Regions from separate parts of the Anas platyrhynchos genome. Here region 2 is linked to region 1. The links are chromatin contacts, called in public Hi-C maps. All regions are on one chromosome and are shown on one strand. Each heading gives the region's core, a stretch centred on a gene start, on an enhancer-like site or on the middle of the called end of the contact. The rest is flanking DNA. Distances are from core to core; before and after follow the strand shown. Region 1 has its middle 6.2 kb from the start of PIK3R5. Region 2 overlaps PIK3R6 (phosphoinositide-3-kinase regulatory subunit 6).

Region 1 (7,647 bases), core at 3,141-5,640:
GCCAGTACCACTCAAATGAAAAATGGTCTTTTTTTCTTGCTGCTTTTACCTTTGTTAACCAAACTGGAGCAGCAATGAAAACACAAGGTTCCTGGAACCCCGATGGAGAGGGAAACCAGTCGGTGTTATGGCAGTGGCTAAACACTGCCCAGAGCAAAGGGAGAGCAGCTGGGTCGAGCTGGGACAGCGAAACCACTGCCCTGCTAGGGCAGGGACATTGCAGCGAGCAACGTGCAGCGAGCAATGCTCCTTGAAAACAACAAACACCTTTAAAATAGCTAATGGGAGCAGAGACAGCTCCTCACCTACGTTACAGAAATGTCCTCTGGGCACAATGGATGCAATCGACACCAGCCTGGTGTGGGATTTTCTTTGGGACTGGCACCAGAAAGTGGCCCCGCAGAGGTTTCCTACCTCGATGGAGTCTGCCCAGGAAACCCCAAGACGTTCGTTTCATACAGGACCTGTGAAAGGCCGGGGAGCTGAAGCACTGAGCTTCTTGTTGGGAATTTTCCTCCCCGCTGAGTCAGAATAGAGTCGTGAAAAGGAATTTGATCTTCTTAAGCCGATGTTAGGCAAAGATCGGACCTGGGCAGAGAGGGCGGGGATGGAGGGCACACGGCTGCGTGGGGCCAGGGCAGGCAGGACTGAGGGTACCCCAGCTGCCTTGGGAGCAGGGTTGTTCACACACACACACACATCCCCAGAGCTTCTGAGCCACCTAACAACTCCCTTCATCAAATGATTTACTCCTCTCCAGCATTTGCTTTGCAGGGATGAGGGGGCTCTTGGGGCTCCGTTTGCAGTGGTGGCAGTGCCGTGCAGGCTGTTTCAGCAGTGCAGGTGATGGGGCTGCTGCCTGTCTCTGTATGTTTCAAAATAATAAAGAAATAAAGGTTCCAGAAAGCCTCCTGTTCCCTTAGGCACCGTCACAGCGTGGGGGGGGATCTGCAGGACTGAGCCAGCAGGGTCTGTCCTTGGGGCTGAGCAGTGGGCATCATGCAGATGGCCATGGGGACTGCGAGCACACACCTTCCTTACGCAGAATGCCCTCTTGTCACATGAGGGGTACAACGGGTGCCGGGGGACTCCCCAGACCCCAAACCACCTCTGCACGGAGAGGCTGCCGGGAGCAGGGTGTCCCCACACGTGGGGCTCGGTGCAGCGAGGGCACGTCACCCAAAGGACAGCAGGACACGGCTTTTTGCTCAGCCGTACCCAGAACGCTTCGCAGCGTTCGCTCTCTTTTTGGCAGCCATCCTAACCCAATTATAATTAAGTATGTATTAAGCTGGATGAAGTGGCCTTCGAGTGGCTATAACCTTTTAATAGGGGAACCTGCAGAAAGGCAGCGGGGTGGGCTTCTCTGGCCAGGCGGCGAGGCACGGGGTCAGCCCCAGGTGCAGGGGCTGGGGAAGGGGCTCTGAGCAGCCTTCGCCTGCCTGCATCAGCCTCCAGGAAAGCAGAGCCTTGCTGATGGGCCCGCAGCCTCCCAAACCCACCCGGCATTCCTCCTGCCCAAAGGTAGGTGGGCGGCTGTGTTCTGGCCTGTTTCCCCAGGTGCTCAGCAGGGCAGTGATGTTTGTGCTCTGCTGCCCATAGCAGGAAAGGCTGCTACATGCCAGCTGGTCACACTCCCCAGCCCTGTCCCCAGATGCCTTAGTAACAAGGGGTGGAAAGAGAGAAAAACTCATTTTTCTGACCCATCCCTACCCTCTTTGTCATCAATATATGTTTTTTTAATTTTTAAAATTAAATATTTTTAAAAATTATTTTTATAAAAATATTTTTCAGAGTTCATTGTGTGCTAGAGTAAAGTAAATCCTGTCCTCCCTGAACACTGCCTGGTTTTGATTCAGCCGGAGAACAACCTTATCTGAGGGGTCCTGCCTGTCCCTGTCCCCAGCCCACAGGTGGCCCAAAGATGCACACAGATCCCTCAGAGGACAAATTCCAGCTGTCCCCAGCTCACTGCTACCAAACACTGCACCAGGGTCTCACTGCTCCCTCCTGTCCCTGACACTGGTCTCCTGGCCACTTGGAGGTGTCCCCAGGTGTGTGGGCACAGACACGGAAAAATATCACTTCTGTGAGATTCGATACACAGTGTCGGCTGTTCCTGTGCTGCCCCAAAATGCACAGATGAAGGTGCACATCTCTGCACCGCCTGAGACCCGGAGAGCACAAAGAGTGACACAGCCACCCCTGCTGGCCTCCCGCTGACTGCTAGGCTTGGATTTACACTCACGTTAAAACACACGAATTGGCAAATCCGAGCCGAGAAATGCCAATGGATTTCCCAAGCACGGAACAGCCTTAAAATAAATGAGAATTAGAGCACCAGGGTGAAACCCACCCCTGGGGGAAGTGGAGTTAATTGAAGTTTAAAGATTTATGCAGGGCAGAGAGGCCGAGGGGGTCTCCTGCCCGGGGGAGGAGTGAGGGTCCTGCACTTGGTCCTCGCCCAGGGCTGCCCCCTGCACCTCCCCTTCTCCACCCTCCTGCCCCGTCCTCCCCGTGGGGGGGCCCAGGGGCTGCTCCGGGGCTTTGCCGGGTTGCCTGCACCAGCCCTTGGCAGAGAGATTTTACCAGTATAAAAAGCTCCCAACTGCTACGCGTTGCCTTGCAATGCGGTTTTTCAGCCTGGGGGAAATGTTGAATAGCGTTTCCTCCAGCTGACAAACAGGTCTTTTGTTCCTTCTCAATTTGGGGGACAAAAGGCCGCTCATGTTGCACCTTCCTCACCCTCCTGACTTGCTTTGCACCTGCCCCTGGGGCCTGAAAGGGAAAGGTTTAACATCCCAACAAACCTCCTGGGAGAGGAGGGCTCCCAGCGACACCTTCCCGGCTGCGCACTTCTGCCTGTCCCCACCCCGGACCCTGGGCACTGCCACCTTCAGGGGCTGTGCTGGCTGCCTGCCCTGTCCCCGGCCCCATCCCTGTCCCCTTCCCCATCCCCTGCCTTTCCCCACTTCCCTCCCCGGAGTTTCTGCAGCCTGGGGCTGGTGAAGGGGAGCAGCCTTCGGTGGGCACCTCCGAAAGAACAGGGAGGTGCCGTTGCCATCGCACTTTGCTCCCCAAGCCCCCAGCACCCTTTCATCCGCAAAATGCCAAACATTAAATATATGTCCGAAACATGTTTGAGTGAGCGAGGTTTCAGCAGCAGATCAGGTGCTTCACCTGGAGGGGAGCTGGAAGGGCTCGCTGCCCGCTGGTTTCCCCGGGGCACGTCCTCAGGACACTGTCACCAGCTGTCCCCTGCCTCCCGCAGCCCCTGCGTGCTCCCAGCCGCTCAGGTCGAGCCCTCCCCAAACCTTTGCAGAAATCCCCTCCAGCTGGTGTTGGCAGCAACTCTGTCCTTCCAGGAGGAGCGGGATGGCCCCAAAACCTTTCCCATCCCAGGCAGCAGCGACCTCAGATGCCTCGGTGCCGCGCGTCCCCGGCTGCAGCCCGCGGCTCGTTGCGCGGTGCCACCGCTGTCACCACGGGCCCTGCTGCCACCTGCCGGGCACCCAGCGCCCAGCTCGGGGAGCAGAAGGGCTGGGGAGCCCCGGGAGCCCCTGTCCCCAAAGGCTGGGCTGGCAGAAAGGCTTTGCCACCGGTTGTGGGGAGGCGCAGGAACCACCCCGCGGCTCCTGCCTGCAGCTCCGATGTTGCGGCTTTGTTGCGGCTCGTCCATCACAAAATGAGCCTTGAAAATGTGCCTCTGCTGTAGGGTGGCGGAGAGGATGGCAGCCCCCCAAAGCTGCCCCCGGCCACTGCGCAGGGAGGGGGGCACGGCTGGGTGGCACCGCCTGGGGACCTGGTGGCCCCGGGTGGCAGCCAGGGCTCCTGGCACAGCGTGCTGGGGGCTCAGGGCTGCCTTGGCGTGCTGCCACCTCCACGTCTGACCGGGGGCTGCTGAGGGCTCCCCCCGGCTCCCCCCAGAGCAGCACACTGCACTGCCAGAGGCCCACCCGCCGCGCTGCGTTCCCACAGGACTTCTGCAGCCCCTCGGTGACACGGAGCGGGGGCAGCTGGGTACGGCCGCGGCTCCAGCCGCAGTGCCCGGAGCGTGTTCCCAAATCCAGGCTTTGGCACCCGAAGGCACCGACCGCTGCGGAGGGGCTCGGCGGGAGAGGGGATGCTCCAACACCGGGGTGCTGCGGGCTCAGGGGTGGCCGTGGTAAAGCTCAGAGTGCTGCCCTGGCACCCCACACCTCTCCTCCGTGCTGACCCCATGAAGCTGCTGGAGGCAGAGCCCCCCAGGTGGGTGCTGTCCGGGGGTGCAGGACGCCGGGTGGGTGCTGTCCGGGGTCGCACCCCCGGGTGTTGCTCAGCATCCAGCGCTGCAGTTCTGCGGCAGGACGCAGGGTGGAAGCCTCAGCCCGTGCAAAGCCAGCCCGCTGCCAGCCCAGGGCTCTGCCCCTTTCCCCTGCCCCCTCCCAGGGGCCAGGAACAGCCCTGCTGCAAAGCCCTGGGGAAGCGGGCATGGGACGAAGCTCCGAAAGGTGAGGAATAGGGGGTTCCAGCTTCGGGAGAGAGTTTTAGGCGGGGACAAGGCCGGCTCTCTGCATGCAAGGGGACTTCTTACAGGAGCGTCTTGCCCCAAGGGGTCGTGAAGTGAATCCCAGAGGCAGCAGCTCAGCAGGCACAGCCCGGTGTTGGAGCAGCTGAGCATTTTTACCTGCAAAATGGCAAACATCCAAAGTGAGTGGTGAGGAATGGCAGGGAAACATTGTGCAAAGCAATCGGCTCAGCTCCACGCCGTGGAAAGCATGGTCCCTCGAGGTCCAGCTGTCTCCCCTCAGTTTCCATGTCAGCCCTGATTTCTGCACCCCTTTGTTTGTAGGAAAGGAGGACCCCATCCTGTTCCACACCTCTGTCATTCTGTGCCAGATGCAAACCTGGTCCTATAAAGAGCACGGGCCACTTGTGTAACAGTGCACAGCTCACCTGCAAACCCCAACCACGGTGTGGTGTGGCTGTGGGGGCAGCAGGGTGTGTGTGTGTGTGTGTGTGTGTGTCTCCTTTGCTCACAATCACCCCTGCAATTGTTAATATCACGGTGGGGAAGATGTTTGATTGCATCAGACTCCTTCCCAGATCGTTCCCCGGGTCTTCCTTCTCCCTGTGACAAGCACGGAGGGCTTCTAGCAAGCACCAGGTTGGCTTCTGGTGTGATGAAGCCAGAGACTGAAATGGAAATGGTCCCGAGGGCTGCAGGAGGGCCAGGATCAGACCTTCTCTGCGGAAGAAGGGACTGGAGGTGGAAGGGAGCCAGGGTTTAGCAGGGGTTTGCTCCAGACACCCCACGCCCTGACTTGGCACACAAAGTCCACCTGCACAGGGCAGGAGAGTGTGGGTCAGACAAAGTTTGAGTGGGAAGCACGAATGCTGAGGGCTCTCTGGAGCCCTCCACCCCCAGCCCCAAACCTTCAGCTCTTCGCAGGATCAGGTTGTTTAAGGTCACGTTTTCACCTCCTGCACGGAAGGCAGAAGGGGAAGGTCTGGGGTCAGGTCTGCCGCCACCAAAGCCTATGGCCCATTTTCGTTTCTCAAGGGTCAGATTCAGGTGGTGTTGAGCAATCTTTCAGTATCCTTTACATTGCACCAGAGAAATGAAAAACACAAGTCGTGGGAGGAACCAGCGAGAAAAAGCAGGTTCCCTTTTTGCTGGATCCTGCTTCCCCTTCCCTCTGAAGCTGTGCAGGCAGCGGGCACCCTGGGGTGCTGAGCCGGGGCTGTGGGGCTCTGTCATTGTGGGAACGGGCAGAGAAGGAAGCAACGGGCGCACCGAGAGCCTCTGCAGCCACGGGCAGAGCAGCCCCGGGTGCATCTCTGGGAGATGTGAATGGATCCTAAGGAGATGTGAGCACATCCCTGGGAGATGCGAACATATCCTAAAGAGATGTGAGCACAGCCTCAGGGGATGTGCTGGCTGCCGTCTGCAGCCGTTGGACAGTGTTCATGGTCAACTCCAGCTGGATGACTTTGTGGCCTTTTTTTTGGAGCTATTTTTTTTGCATTTCCAATGTGTGGCTGGGCCTGAATCCATCAAGAACACCCCAGCACCTCTCTGGCTGAGAGGACATCCCGTCCCATAGCCGGCTTTGCTCCCTGCCCTGGTCATTCCCTGGCTAACGTTCAGCTGAGCCCTGCCCTGCTGCAGCCCAGGAGCTGCCACCAGGCTCCGGTGCCATTTCTGTGCTGGTGTGACCCATGCAAGGATGATGTGCCAGTACCTCCTGCACTGGGCTGGGGTGGATTTGGGGTGGGGGAGAGGCTTCAGGGCAGATGTGGGACAGCATGGGGGAATTTGAGGTGGCGAAGGGAGATCACAGCCTGCACAGGGAGAGTTTCTGTCTGCAGAGGTGCTGCCCAGGGCGAGGGGACATTCCACCGGGCTTCCTGCAAAGGGTCAGCGGGGCCAGGGACACAGGCACGCAAAAACCCAGTGGAAAGCTGCTGCAGGAAGGGGGAAGCCTGCTTGGGACATTTGGGCAATTCCCAGCTCCTGAGCCTGCTGCTCTCCCCTCACTGAGACACAGGGACCCCTAAGCTGGGACGTGGACGAGCTGGGCGATGCATCTGTGTGATGGGGGGCAAATCCCTGGGGAGACAGGGGCTGTGGAAGGAGATTCCTCCCCTCTGCCCGCTGCGGCACTGGCTCAAGCCACCCGCAGCTGTCACTGCACCCACAGAGCTCCTTGTCCCTGAGGTCCCCATGCTGCTGTCTTCTGGGCAGATGGGAAGCACTGCTGTGGGGTGGGGGGCACAGGGGCACGCGGGCACAAGAAAAAAAACATCTTTGAAAAGGGGCATTTGCAGAGTGTCATTAATTGCTTGGTTTGTAACTTCGTGTTAAAACCTGTGCTGGTCTTGCTGCAGAAGTGGAGGTGGAGAACAGAGTTTGTTAGTGCCCCGACAAAAAGCTCAGCAACTGGTCTTGCCCCACAAGATCTTTTTCCACCTAGATTTGAAGCATTTTTATCAATAGGATAATCCCAACTGAACTAATCACTCTGACTGGCAGCCATCAAGAATAAACATGCTTAGATGTAGCTTGTAACTCCAGTATTCTAAGCAGAAACCGATACTGCAATATTTGAGACAGAAAAACTGCCTGCCAGGAATTTCTCACACTGGTCTGGAAATGCTCAGCCTGAGCCGGCAGTGCGTGGTGGATTCAGGGAAGCACATACCTGCCTGCTGGGACTGTGTCGGGCAGACAGGGGTGGGATGATCAGCCAAATTTCCAAGCACCCCTGCCAGCTAGGGGAGAGCCCATTTTGAGCAGGCAGGTGGTGTCTTGGGGTTGGTTTGGAGGAGGAGGAATGAAACTAGAAGCTGGTAAAAGGAGATTTGGGTTTGTGAATTCACATTGCTGGAAATGAGAAAGGATTTGATGGAAGGAGACTGACCGGGGACTCACAGGGAGTGTTTACAGCCCACTGCCCCTCACACACCCCAGTCCCTTTGCATGTGTCGGAAACCTGATTTGCTTAGAAATGTTTGCTATGGAAATCACTTTCTATCACCAAAGAGGTTTTGTGCAGCAATTACTCTGCTGGAGGAAGTATTCCAGGAGCTTCCACGACTTGCTTTGGAGTCACTTGTGGAAAGTTTAAGCCTAAATGCTTTTATCTTTGAGTCCTGTATCTGCTC
Region 2 (7,647 bases), core at 2,278-4,777, 100 kb after region 1:
CCTGGATGGAGGCTTTCGTCCTTCCAACAGCTGGGGATGGTGCAAGTGGCTGACTGCCCCAGCCCACAAGCCCCATTTGCAGCGATGTGTTTTTTTGGTCAAGGGACAGGAAATGGCAGATTTCAAAAAAGCAAATGTAAATGAGGCATTTGCTGAAATACCCCAGCTATCATTTCCTGGCAGTTTGAGCCACCATCGATAACCTGCAGAAAAGGCTGGCAGTCAGGTGCAAGTCTTTGCATCTTCCATTGGCTTTGGCTAAGTTGTGGCAGAGCAGCTGAGCTCATGGCTCAGTAATTAGTAGGAAGGTTGTGCGGGTTTGTGGCAGTGTTTTTACGAAGTGAACGTGGCTGATCCACAGCATGATTTTCCCCCAGCCTTCCTCTCCGAGCAAACATCTTGTGACTGATCTTTTCATCACCGATGTGATCGCCTACTACGTCCGCATGGGTGCCCAGCCCGTCTGCTTCCAGGTCTACGCGGTGAAGGTGGGTGCCCCATCTCTGGTGCTGCCCCATGGCCCTGTAAGGCTTCTTCCCCATTGCTGGAAGTGCTCTGCAAAGCCCCTGGGGTCTTTGGGCAGCTCTGAGCCTGGTCTCTGTGCCCCCCCAGTCCTTCAGCTCCTTGCCAAGCTCCCAGGTCCAGTGGCTCCACTTAGCACAGCTCAGCTGGGGTCAGTGATCCTGGGAAGGCTATTTCAGGATTGTGAAGGTCAGCAAAGCAAACCATAAAATCACCCCACACACCCATAGGTTTCCTGCTCTGTTCGACATGGGTTTGCTGAGGGGCTCTGTGCCTCCTGATGCTTTGGGTGCTGTGATCAAACAGGAGTTTTCAGGGTGGCTTTGCTAAAATCTTACTATACCTTGTAGGGGCTTTGCAGGGTTTCCTGAAATGCTGTCTTTCTTTGTTTCCTGCCAGCTTTTCTCTGAAATGGCATCAGAGTGAGACCTGGCACTTGTTACGAGAGCAAAGAACTACTCTATTTGGTCATGAAATACTAACCCCCCATCTCTGGCAGTTTTCCCCCTTCAAAGCTTAAGGTGACACCAATGCACATATCTCCTTTTAATCTAACTGTGGCCAACCCAGTGATCTATTGCACCAAAGGAGCAGCAATTGCACGGGCAAGCTGGCACGTGGCTTGCAAAGAGCTGGAAGAGCTTTGGGAATTACTGGTAGAGCATCACCCAGACTTGATCTAATAACATGTAGCTTATAAACACCTGGAGTGCCTGGTCCTCAGCTTGTGTGGCAGGGGATTTTGTTCTCTCTCTGAATATTTTTCTACTCATTTCTCCTCCATGACAGAAATCAAGAGCAAGTGAGAGAGTGAGTGACTCAAGCAGGGGAAGAGGAACTGACTCCAGATGTGGTTTTCAGATAGAGGCACCTAAACTACCCTGCTGTCATACAGGGTATGATTCTGGAAGCACTGAGCCTGTTTTGCCTTTTTGGTTAAGACCACGCTGTTCCTCTTCAGCTGCAGAGAACTTTCCTGGAAGTGAGGGTCAAGCCCCACAAGAGCTGGATGTAAGCAGAAGCTCTCCAGGACATAATCTCTATATTTTCTCAAAACAAGCCCATGAAAAGAAAAATAACACATAGGTCTTAAGTGACCAGTTGATTTAGGTGTATTAGAGAGAAATTACGTGCCTTGAAGCTAAGCCAGAGTCTGTGGTCAGCCTGCCCTTGACGTGGGTTGCCTCTGGGTGCATGGCTGGGGACAGACTCATCCGTGAGCGTGCAGTGACACCCAGTGGCAAGGGACACTGCCCATGGCTCTGCCCACTGCCTTGTGCCCTGGCAAGGTCTGCCGTGCTCCTGGGCTTCAGAAATCGGATCTCTCCATCCCATATTCCCCTGGCTGCCATGGGGAGATCATAGATTCCCTTTCACACCTGTGTGCTCTGGAGAACCTTCTCATGTCACGACCCCAGTGTGATGTCCCAGGGTGACTAAGGACAAGGTGTTCTTAAGAGTTTTTCCTCTCTTTTAGGTTTTCTTCAATGACCCAGCACTGGAGCCAGCTGAGGACGTCTTCCTCACCGAGCTGTGTGCCCAGGTTCAAGAGAGCATCTCCCACAGAGGTGTGTGTTTCCTCCCCGTGGAGCCCCACAGCTGGGGCTGCCACCCTGGGGGGGTTTCACCTGCCCCAGCTCCCTTCCACCCAGTCCTCAGCCTGCAGAAAGCAAGGCCATGCCATGGGGCCACGGGGCAGCTGCCCTCATTCCTCAATGAGCAGAAGGTTCCCTCAACTCCTCTGTCTCCTTCCTGGGCAAGTGATGCCAGTCTAAATGAGACATCTTGTGGTCACTGGCTCCTGGTCAACCAGGTTTTATAGGGGAGGCTTTGGTTGGATCCAGGACCCTCTGAGGTTGGACCAACATTTTATTCTGGCTGAAAGAACAAGCTGATAGCTTTAAAAACATCCCCCATTCCAGATATTTTCCCTGTTAGAAATTCTGCTTCCTTGAGTTGCCAGTGATGGGACAAGGGCTCTTGAAGGCTGGTCGCATCCAGCACCCCAGTCTGATCCAGTGGATGCTGGGCACAGACCCTATACTGAGTCCGTAGATCTCACTCACTGGACCTTTTGAGGGCACAGAGCCCAGCTGCTGTAGGCAAGGACTGGGGCTGGTGTGCCCACCCGCAGCTGCTGTGTGACGGAGGGATGGCTCGTCCCATGGGAGGACCACTCTCCTCTGGCTGCAGACAGGTGGGATGAGAGAAACCTCAGTCCTTCCTGGTTCCTCCCTTGCAGAGTTAAGCCTGACCAAGAAGAAAACAACCCTGGAGGGCCCTGGCATAGATCTCGCAGTAACATACAAGAAGGTAAGTGGGGCTTCGGGCAGCCCAACACGCCGCTGCCCACACACCTGGCACAGATCTCCCCAGAGCAGTGATCAGGCCCTCCTCCTGTCCCCTGGAACTGCACTCTGGGGGAGGACAGAGAGGTCCCGATGAACTTTAAAAGTCTGTTAGCTAACCCTGTATTTGTGACAAACTGTCTCAACACTCCCCAGGTACAACCGCTGAATTAACAGAGCCTTTCCTGCAGGTTGTGGTGAGTGAGCGGGCAAAGGAGGTGTCGGTGTCCCTGCGCTCCACAGGCCTCGTGATGAAGGCCATCCCTGCCGATGAGGCCGAAGGTGGGTTCCTCCAGCTTAGGAGCATGTGAAGGAGGTTTGCTGAGTTTTCTGGTGCTCCACAGAGTAAATCTGACCATAGTACTTAGTGCCAATTGTGCCTGGGCAGTGGGGTTAAATCTGTGACGTACAAATACTGGTGTCACCATGGCCTGTGGTTGTGTTTTCTCGTGAATGTCGTGCGTGGAGCTCCCTGTAACCTGGGGTTCTGCTTACCCATAATCTGGTTTTGGCAGCACCTTCCTCTTGCTGCAGCTTTCCTCTTTCACCTTGCCTCAAGCACAACCGTTGAGGTTTCACCCTGAGCATGACCCCATGCAAACCCCTGCCCACAGAGCTTGCTGGAGTCCTCCTCTTCTGCCCGCACATCCCATGGCCCTCTCCCAGGCGACCTGATATGAGATTAGGCATCATCCCCGTTTGAAGCTGAGATTGTGCCACTGTTCAAGGCTAACACACTGCTTCTGTTTCAGATCTGTTGTGTCTGAATGTGAACGTCACTGAAATCATTAAGATCAACAACTTGTCGGGACGATCCTTCTCAGTAAGTGGCTGTGGATGCTCCTGGCCCTGGAGGGGTCAGCCTTATGGAAAGTTCTTATTGCAACAGGAAAGGGGGAGCTCTCCGTGGGGATAGGAAGGTTCTGGGGCCATCCTGCGCTGAGAAGGTTTTCCATGGAAAAGTCCAGTTTTTCAAGTGAAAGCCCCAAGCTGGATACCACATCAAATTGTGTGGACACCCTGAAGGACTGAACTGTCACCGAGATTCTGTGACCCAAGGGACAAAGTGGAGAAAAAAGGCTTAGCCCCAGACATCATGACCCTGCTTGGGTAGGGGAGGGGATCTGTAGTTCTGAGATCAACTCCATTAGTTCCACAACTCCAGCAGCAGAGTCCTCTCCAGACCACTTGTGTCAGCCACTTTGGGGCCCACCAGAACCGAGGCTGTTGGGGAAATGCTGTACCAAAGCATAAAAGGGAAGCAGGAATGTCAGTGAATCTAATCAGCACCTCAGAGTGATAGATATGCAAGAGATAGGACTGAAAAATAGGGCTCCTGTCCCTCTTGTTTTACATGATATGTGACACTGTCCTGTGGGGGTGTGTCTCTGCAGTTTGGGTTGCAATATTATTGTATTATTGTGCCTTGGACATTTGGAGTTGCCCTGGAGCCTTCAGTTTCTCAGCTGGTGTTTCCAGATAGCCAGAACTCTTTTGCTTGTTTTCACTTGGCTTTTGGAGACACCATGGTGCTGTGGCCCACGCTGCCCACCAAGGTACACCAAGGCCCAGGAGAACTGGCCAGGTGTCCTGTGAGACACCCCAAGCCTTGCAACCTCTGCAGAGTTTGCCAGTTTGCGAAGTCTGCCCTTGCAAGCTTTGGCCAGGTTGTGATGTCAGAAAGTGGAAGAGAGAGACACTTCTATCTTTAATCAGCTACCTGAGGTTAAAACTGAAAGAGAAAGGCATCATTTGTCCCTTTCATACCCAGCATGCACACACCACCAGTCACCGCGTGGCACGGGGCCTGGAAGTGAAGCACTCACTGGGCTCTTCCTCCTTTCTCAATCCAGGCTGTGGCAAACAGGTTGAAAACGCGTGATATCAAAATCAGGAGCACAGAGCAGAGGCCCTTCACGGTGTGCCTGGACAAGGACAGCAGAAGAACCTACAGGAATGTGATCAGGTGAGGATGCCCCATGTGCCAGGCTCTGCACACCTCACCCGTTAAATTGCATCCCTCCCAGGAAGAAGGGCTTCCAACGTGGAAGAGCTCTTCCCCATGGAGTCCTAGTCCTAATGGGTATATATCTGATAAAAGACCTATGGGTAAATACATTGCTTTTCCAGGGAAAGCAGGGCAGAGTGGTGCTCTCCTACCTTTGCATTTTGGGGTGGTAATGTAAAAAAAAAAAAAAAAAGAAAAAGGTTCTTCTATTTTAAGTAAGGCGCTGTCATTAAGATGGTAGAAGGAAAGGTAGATCCAAGATCTTAGGTCTTCTAAATTGTTTTGTGGAGCTGATGCTCTCTACACTGACTGCAGTCCTCACTGGGGTATCTCAAGCATATGAAGGTGTGGGGAGAGTTCAGCCCTGCTAAAAGGGCAGGGATTGCTGTGGCTGTAGTGGTGTCAGTGACATATGATGTGCTGGAAGTGAACAGTCAGGGTTTGTGGTTCGTGTTTCATAAGCCATGTGGGGCATAGGTAAAATGTGAGTTTCTGAGAACTGAAGTGAGCCAGGATAAGGCCACTGGTTTTGTGGTAAATGCTAATATACAGCAGCTCATCTTCCCAGCCAAAACCAGTCTGAAAGCACAAAAGCAGCTGTGTCTCAGCACAACATCCCTCCTCTGCAGGCAGCAGAGAGACTTGAGGTTTAGTCTGAGTTCAGACTCTGGCCCTCAAGGGCAGGTTCGCACGAGTGGTAAATGTGTTCTTGTACTCTTGCAGTGTGGAAGTGTCGCCCTGCCTAGAGCCCAGCTACTGCTTGCAAAAGACAAGGACAATGAAATCCAGCGTGCACGAAGCAGAGGATGTGGGCCTTGTGAAGTACATGCCCAAGTCTCTGCTGTTGCCCATCAACACGTTTGCAGGCGTCATCCAATGAAGCAAATGAGAAAAAGGTGATGTGACAAGATGTGACATCTGGGTCCTCAAAGAAGAGATGGAAAAAGAAAACACACTAAGAAGACACCAACAATGATTTTACGACCATAATGGTGTTTCTAGAGCTGCAAAGGCAGAGGTGGAGAGGGCTTACAGAGGACAGCTGCATGCTGGTGAATGGCAGTGGTGACCACAGCCAAGGACCCCTGTCCAGGGGCAGAGCTTTCCTGAAGAGCTGAGGCTTTCAGCCTTTTGCACAAGTCAGGAAAAACCTTTGAGCTTTTTCATTTCAGGAAAAGGACTGAGGAAAATACAGCTCAGGTGATGGTGTGTGCTGTGTTGTGGATCAAAGAGCAGTTGCTATTAGTAATATTTATTATGGTGGTATCTCCTGCCCTGGCAGATGATCAGGGATTGTTTTGCTGGGTTCTGCACAGCAAACTCAGTTCTGGCACAGGATGATGTATTTGGGCAAACCGGCAATTGCTCCCCTGACTCAACCAGGAAACCTCACTGCAAGCCCGACAACTGGGAGTGTGTGTGCATGTGTGTGAGACTTCCAATGCAGGAAGCCAGTGGGAAACCTGCTGTTGGTTCAGAGGGGCTATAGAAGATAACGACAGATGGTGTGAAACAGGGATGTGGGAAATGTAGTGCAATATTTGATGGTGCTGAACTGGACTAGAACTGCTCAGGTTGCCGAGACTTTGCTCTGAGAAGCAACCTCCTGTGATCGATGGAGAAGCAGAACACCTGGAAGACTTCTCTGTTCCTTTCCTCTGCTGCTATCATGGTGTAGAAACCCTCCCCTCATTTGCAGATGGGCTCCAACTAACCCACTTTTATGGATGGTCATGTCAGAGGCCTTGTCTTCATTCCAGCTTGTGGATGACTGAAATAATGGAAGAAATGAGGTGTGTATGTATTGACTCTCTGAATGCGGTCTGAAGTATCTGGGGTATCTCCAGGGAGTCTTCCAGAAATTCGTGTTGGAAGGGATTTGGGATCAGTCCTTCTATGACACTATCATTTTTTACTGTCTCAGCTCCCAGATAATTCCTTACCTGGGTTGCCTTCACTCAGAGGTGCTTGCTTGGATCTCCTGCCCAAAGGAAGTGTCCTTTGGCTTTGTCTATGTGTGTAGCAGCTCCTCCAGCTCTGCCTGTCACCCATGGGAAGTCCCTGGGGCCAGCTCTGCAGTATGAGGTGGTGCTCTGTTAGCCCTGATGGCTTGTACCAGCCGGAGAAATGCTGGTGTGGGCTCAGTTTCTGTAGCCAACCAGAAGTCAGAAGTCAAATTAGTTTAAGGCTGTGGTCACCAAGGGCAGACAGGAACCTCCTGAGGACAGCTCAGTTCCTCCTTGGGAAAGATGCTGAAGGTGAGAGAAGAGCCAGCTTCAGCAGGGGGAGTCCCAACCAGCAAGGACATGGGGGATACTGGGAAATGCTCCCCCCGAGCCATTTCACCCATGCCTGGAGCAAGGTGTCCACCTCTACCCAGGTGTCTGGAGATCCTTCCCCTGCCCCACGCCTTTGGGTTTTCTTCCTGGCTATGCCTCATGGAATCCCCCCACTGCTGTCCCTCAGGCTCACCTTGGCACAGGAGGCGTTTTGCCTCTTGTTCCCGAGCTCAGGGTTTATTCACTCTCATTTTGAATGCCCCATGCAGACCCAAATTAGCACTGAAATACATTACTGGGAGTAAAGCAAGTCCAGAGCTGTGGGTGGATGATGGGTTATTTAGCAGTGTAAAGAGCCTCCAGGTGCCCAAAAGTATTAAATCACCAAACCAGCACAAACAGCTGAAAGATCATGTTGGGCAACAGCAACATTGTCATTTCCAGTCCCCAGCCTCAGCATCCCCCTGCAGGAGTCACAAACCCGTGAGAA

Evidence for each region. Hi-C and Micro-C count contacts between places; a contact is called where the count stands out from the background.
Region 2: a contact with region 1 is called in a Hi-C map of liver, with 5 times the contacts expected there. The contact joins two enhancer-like sites. A contact is called at or near these places in 3 of 8 Hi-C or Micro-C datasets (liver, skeletal muscle and subcutaneous adipose tissue).

Annotation. Positions count from the first base shown.
Region 1 is chr19:10,777,326-10,784,972 of IASCAAS_PekinDuck_T2T, forward strand. No RefSeq gene overlaps it. Among named protein-coding and RNA genes, the nearest start is that of PIK3R5, 6.2 kb to the right of the region's middle. Within about 2 kb of position 4,391, at least 1 of the 8 cell types and tissues checked has an H3K27ac peak or open chromatin away from gene starts, as enhancers often do.
Region 2 is chr19:10,880,789-10,888,435 of IASCAAS_PekinDuck_T2T, forward strand. PIK3R6 (phosphoinositide-3-kinase regulatory subunit 6) reads left to right here. Exons shown (of 22, transcript XM_027471385.3): 16 at 378-488; 17 at 2,000-2,090; 18 at 2,765-2,835; 19 at 3,062-3,152; 20 at 3,623-3,693; 21 at 4,724-4,836; 22 at 5,602-7,647. The coding sequence ends at 5,758. Among named protein-coding and RNA genes, the nearest start is that of PIK3R6, 27 kb to the left of the region's middle. Within about 2 kb of position 3,528, at least 2 of the 8 cell types and tissues checked have an H3K27ac peak or open chromatin away from gene starts, as enhancers often do.